2 separate regions of the Mus musculus genome follow, and region 2 is linked to region 1. A link is a contact called in public HiChIP or PLAC-seq data. All regions are on one chromosome and are shown on one strand. The core of a region is the stretch at or near the end of the contact, and the rest is flanking DNA. Distances in the headings are between cores, read along the strand shown.

Region 1 (2,700 bases), core at 172-2,671:
TGTGGATCAGGCTGGCCTTAAACTTAGAGATTCTCCTGCCTCTGCCTCTCACGGGGGCCATCATTGCCCAGCTATAATTTTCTTATTACTAGCTCTTGAGATGAACAGCATTAACAGGTATTGTCTGGGTGTCAGATTGAGGGGGAAAAAAACTGTTAGAATTTTAATAACAAATGAACAAAGCAATCGATGCCCTGCTCATTCTAGAACAATAACCCTGTGCTCATTCTAGAACAATAACTGAGGTTTAAAAATGGTTCCTATTACTGCCAGCTTGGTTTTTGTGGTTTCATAATTTTTTCCTCATGTCTTACTTAGTCTTTGTATATTTGTTTCTAAACCAAAGCCTCCTCTTGCATTCATTCATTCATTCATTCATTCTTCGGTTATTATTGACTATTTGTCAGTTCCTGAGAATAGGAAAAAAAAAAAAAAAAACAGGGCTGGTGAGATGGCTCAGTGGGTAAAAGCACCCGACTGCTCTTCCGAAGGTCAGGAGTTCAAATCCCAGCAACCACATGGTGGCTCACAACCATCCGTAATGAGATCTGATGCCTTCTTCTGGGGTGTCTGAAGACAGCTACAGTGTACTTACATATAATAAATAAATCTTTAAAAAAAAACAAAAAGAAAAAAAATATTTGAACTGAAACTTGAAAACAGGCAAGGTACCTATGGTTGTGCCATATATATAAATATATAAATACACACACACACACATATATATATATATATATATATATGTATATATATATTCACATATTATTAATGGGACGGACAGACAGCAGTAAATTTATCAATAACAAAACAAAAGAACATTATCGTTTATCATACTCGCTGTGATCAGTCTTTGCGTCACTAGAGACACATCCTGCAGGAGGAACAAGAACTAGCCCTGAAGTCCCTTTCAAGGCGATGAGCAGGAAACGCTCTGGCAGGTTCAAGAGGGAGAAAGGAGCATGGCTGGAGGGTGTCTTGACTTCTTTCCCTGTTTCCGTGATAAAATACTCTGGGAAGGCCGGGCGGTGGTGGCGCAGGCCTTTAATCCTAGCATTTGGGAGGCAGAGGCAGGCGGATTTCTGAGTTCAAGGCCAGCCTGGTCTACAAAGTGAGTTCCAGGACAGCCAGGACTATACAGAGAAACCCTGTCTCAAAAAACCAACCAACCAAACAAACAAACAAAATCCTCTGGTAAAAGAGACTTCAGGATGAAGGGTTCACAGGGCTCAGTTCAAGGCTCCAGGCCTTGTGGCCAGGCAGTCAAGGCGGCAGGAGACGGAAGCAGCTGCTCAGGCATCTCAGGAAGCAGAAGGCAGCGCACGCGTAAGCCTTTACTCAGCTCTTTCTCCGCTCCAGTGGTCCAGAACCCAGCCAGGAAATGGTGCGGCTCTGGGTGGGCTCTGGGTGTCACTAGTGCGGCTCTGGGTGGGTCTCTCACCTCAGCTAAGGAATTCAAGATAACCCCTCACCCACAGGCGTGCTCAAGCTAACCTCTAGGAGAATGAAAGGATGCCTCGGGGAAGTTAGGATCTGAGTGTCACAGTGCTGCCCCTCCTCCACCCCTACCTCGTTCCTTTGTAGAAATCCTAGCCCTCGGTGGGTTGGTATCAGGAAGTTAGACTTTTGGATGGAATCCCGAGTGTTTATGAAAAGAGGTCCAAAGGCTGGCTACATGGCTGAGTGAGTAAAGGCGCTTGCTGCTGAGCCTACCAGCCTAGAGTTCAATCCCTGGAACCCACATGGTGAAAGCATTAACTCCACAGAGTTGTCCTTTGCTCTGTCCTCCACATCCACACAAAATAAAAATGTAATTAGAAAGTAATTTAAAATAAACGAAGCGCACGTGTGGCTCTTGACCCCATCTACCACGTGTGGACCCAGGAAGGGAGTACTGAGTGTGAACAAGAACTCAGTCCCTCTCCTGACCTCAGACCTACTGCTACCTTGATCTTTGACCTCCTAGCCTGGAGAACGGTTGTTTGTAAGCCACCCGGTGTGTGGGTTTTTTGTTTGTTTGTTTGTTTGTTTGTTTTGTTTTTTAATGGCAGCCAGAACAGATTGAAGCAGTAAAGGAGGAAAAGACCGGAGCAGTCGCATTCTGCCGGCTCCTAGGCTGAGCTCAGGAATTCAGAATGTACTCTGTAAACACTAAGACTCTAAAAGACCCGAGGTGGGGAGGGTCAGCTGGGTGTGGAGGGTAGAGACAGTCACCATGGGGAATCACTACTCCCCCCCCCCCCGTTTTAATAGATAAATAAATAAATAAATAAATAAAAATCTATTTCTGAATCATGTCTTTCCCTTCCTCCTCTCCTCCCATCTCCCCTCCCCCATGCTCACGTCCTCCCTTTCTCCTCAGAAAAGAGGAGGCCTCCCATGGACATCAACCGGCCCTGGTTTAACAAGTTGCAGTAGGACTCAGAGCATCTTCTCCTATTGCCAATTCTTAAGACCAGGATATCTGCTCGCTCCCCTTTAACCCCAGCACGCAGGAGGCAGGGCAGGCAAATCTCTGAGTCTACAGATAGAGTTCTAGGATGGCCAGGGCCACACAGAGAAATCAGTCTTGAATCACCCCCCCCCCCAAAAAAAAAGACATCCAGTTGTGATGAATTTGTTGGCATTCAGGAGAGACCCTCACCTTTAGAAACTTGTACTGAACCCCATAACTAAATCAAGCAGCCTTTTGAGCCAAAAGTA
Region 2 (2,700 bases), core at 21-2,520, 440 kb after region 1:
AAGAACCATCATTAAAAATAGGATTTGAAAAAAATTAAAGTTACAGGGTGTGGTGGTATACACCTTTAATCCCAGTACTCAAAAGACTCAAGCTGTTGGGTCTCTGTGAGACCGGGCCAGCATGGTCTACATAGTAAGTTCCAGGATAGCTAGGGGTACATAGAGAAACCCTGTCTCAAACAAACAAACAAACAAACAAAAACTTTAAATTTTTCTTATTTTAGTTCCTGAAATACAGTGAGCACTAAAAAGTACTGGAGCTGCTAAAAATAGAACTTACTTTGGAAATGTTAAGTTTGAAGGAAATCTGCAAAATATGCTTTAAAAGAATTCCAAGAGCAAATACAAGTTTTAGTCCTGTAATGTTCTTGTGGCCCGTAGATACTTAGGCTCCTGAGGGGCACTGGCTCCTTAACACGCTATCATGCTCTTCTCTTGGTCTTGGTTTTGGTTCTTCCCGGCTAGAAGACAGCGTCTTGGGTACTGTTCCCCTTTATAGAATAGCCCTGTCTGTCAGATCTAGAATAAAAAGGGGCAACAGCATCTTAGACATGATCAGCCAGGAGCCATCTTCTTCTGAAATGAAGAGACAGGCTCACGGCCTTCCGCCATGTGCTCAGTGCTTGCTGAGTCAGGGCCTAGGGGAGTGTAGCTGGCGTTTCCTCCTCCTGGTGTGTAGCTGAAGGTAAGCTGTCTCTTAGTCTCTTGCATCAACAGAACAAGGCAGTACCCACCCATTCCTTTCCTACGGCCATCTAAGGAGTAAGGGGCGGAGCCAGTGAGCCACATGTGGCCTGTGGTGGATGGTGGCAATGTCACTGTCTCCCTTGCTGGTCTTGCACATCAGAAGGCGTATGTCTTCTTAATTCTCACCCCACCGATCTTTTGCCAGTCTGTGGATAGCTTCATAGGTCTCTAAACTGTAGCCAGAGTGACTGGTCTTTCTACTTTCAGGGAAGACATAAAACAGACGGATCCCAGGACCCCTGGCTCATGTGCCCCATGGCTAGAAGGACCGGAAAGAATTTAAAATATTTTTTTTAAATGTGACTAACAGTACACATTTTAAAAAATTTATAAAGGATTTTAACTACAAATAATTAGCTAGTTTGTATTCCTTGGTTCACCACACATTCTGTGTGTGTGTGTGTGTGTGCATGCACACGCATGAGTGCATGTATGTTGATGCATTTCCGTGGGGTCACGTGGGCAGGGTAAATGCATGGGCAGCACACGTGTGGAAGATAAGAGGACAACCTTGTGTGCGAGTCCTCAGATGCCTTCTACCTTTCGTTTGAGATAGAGTCCGTTACTGGCCTGGGACTTGGCCACATGGCAAAGAACTAAAGAGACAGTTTACACACGTCATCTACATACTTATCGACAGCTACAAACCTGGAGGAAAAAAACAGTGTTCCAAAGATCCTGATGCAGCTTTATACACTCTTTATTTAAAATGAATTAATTTAATACATATGAGTGCCCCACAATTGCTCTCTTCAGACACACCAGAAAAGGGCGCCAGACCCCATTACAGATGGTTGTGAGCCAACATGTGGTTGCTGGGAATTGAACTCAAGACCTCTGGAAGAACAGCTGGTGCTCTTTACTGCTGAGCCATCTCTCCAGCCGAGCTTTATACACTCTTAACTCAATATATCCAGAGTGAAGGATGGGAATTGTTTCAGCCTGCCTAAACATCAAATAACATGGCTGATGATAGGGATCTTGTGACTGTCCATGAATTTGCTTGGCTCTGCCTCCTGTCTTCCAGTGCCTGGTTTTCCATGGATTCCTGGGATCCAAATGCAGGTCCTTGGGCCTCTGAGACGGGCAGTTTACTGACTGAGTCCTTCTCTCAGCGCTCATTACACAGTCTATTGTGAGCTCATCTTGTTTACTTTAATGATAAGACATGTAATACAGAAGGGGACTTTGACAGTACCCTCTGTATAAACCCCTCTGTCCCTTCCTGTGAGGCAGTGACTGCTGAATCCTGCCTCAGTCTGTGTTTTACAGATGTGTCACTCTTGTTTTCCATATGTGCACAATTAAAAACCAAGTGTTAAATGTCCTGTCTCTTGGAACACTCGTTCTGTTGGGTGTCCCTTATCTGTTGTGTGTCACTGGGTTTCTGATGGCCACATAACCACCCATCTTGGGAACAAGTGCGTGCTTGGGTTGTTGCAGGGTTATTCCCTGAGCCACTGCCCTGTTGTTGTGAAGGACTCTGCTGTTTCCAGACCCACCTCTTAGGGTGCATGTGTGCTGCAGTCTCTCCTGCTGCAGCAACACTGGGGGAGGGCGGGGGCGGGGGATGAGGACTGTGCTGCAGCCACGGTGCTCAGCTACCTGTGCTAGAAAGACAGTAGCACTGCCACGTCTAGCTGGGGGCATCACTGAAATCACGTCTTCACGAGTCTACCATCATTTGCATATCCACACTATTTTATTCAGCCTTTGCCCAGGTGGGAGATATGGTTAGAATCCTGTCTTTGGTGGAGTTCACAGAGGAAGAGATTGCTCTGTGGGGCCAGATGGCCAAGAGAGTAGCTATGTGGGCTGGGGCTGGAATCCTGGCTCAGCTCTCTGCTCATTAGCCCTGTGGCCCTGCCTGCATTACTGTTACATCTGCCTTAATTGTCTTACCATGGAAAGTAATTAGTGCTGCACACAGGGCTGTAGTGAGGTGGACTTGGG

The links. HiChIP or PLAC-seq counts read pairs in DNA pulled down with a chosen protein or histone mark.
Region 2: a contact with region 1 is called in an H3K27ac HiChIP or PLAC-seq map of embryonic stem cells, with 2.3 times the contacts expected there. The contact joins two enhancer-like sites. A contact is called at or near these places in 1 of 39 promoter capture datasets (pre-B cells), 1 of 484 Hi-C or Micro-C datasets (the G1E-ER4 cell line) and 1 of 115 datasets of contacts at active chromatin or transcription factors (embryonic stem cells).

Annotation. Positions count from the first base shown.
Region 1 is chr3:145,967,805-145,970,504 of GRCm38.p6, forward strand. No RefSeq gene overlaps it. Among named protein-coding and RNA genes, the nearest start is that of Gm35352, 18 kb to the right of the region's middle. Within about 2 kb of position 1,422, at least 56 of the 459 cell types and tissues checked have an H3K27ac peak or open chromatin away from gene starts, as enhancers often do. A contact at or near this core is called in the G1E-ER4 cell line and embryonic stem cells, where this site is marked.
Region 2 is chr3:146,409,616-146,412,315 of GRCm38.p6, forward strand. All of the region lies in intron 1 of Ssx2ip (synovial sarcoma, X 2 interacting protein), which reads left to right. Among named protein-coding and RNA genes, the nearest start is that of Ssx2ip, 6.3 kb to the left of the region's middle. Within about 2 kb of position 1,271, at least 25 of the 459 cell types and tissues checked have an H3K27ac peak or open chromatin away from gene starts, as enhancers often do. A contact at or near this core is called in the G1E-ER4 cell line and embryonic stem cells, where this site is marked.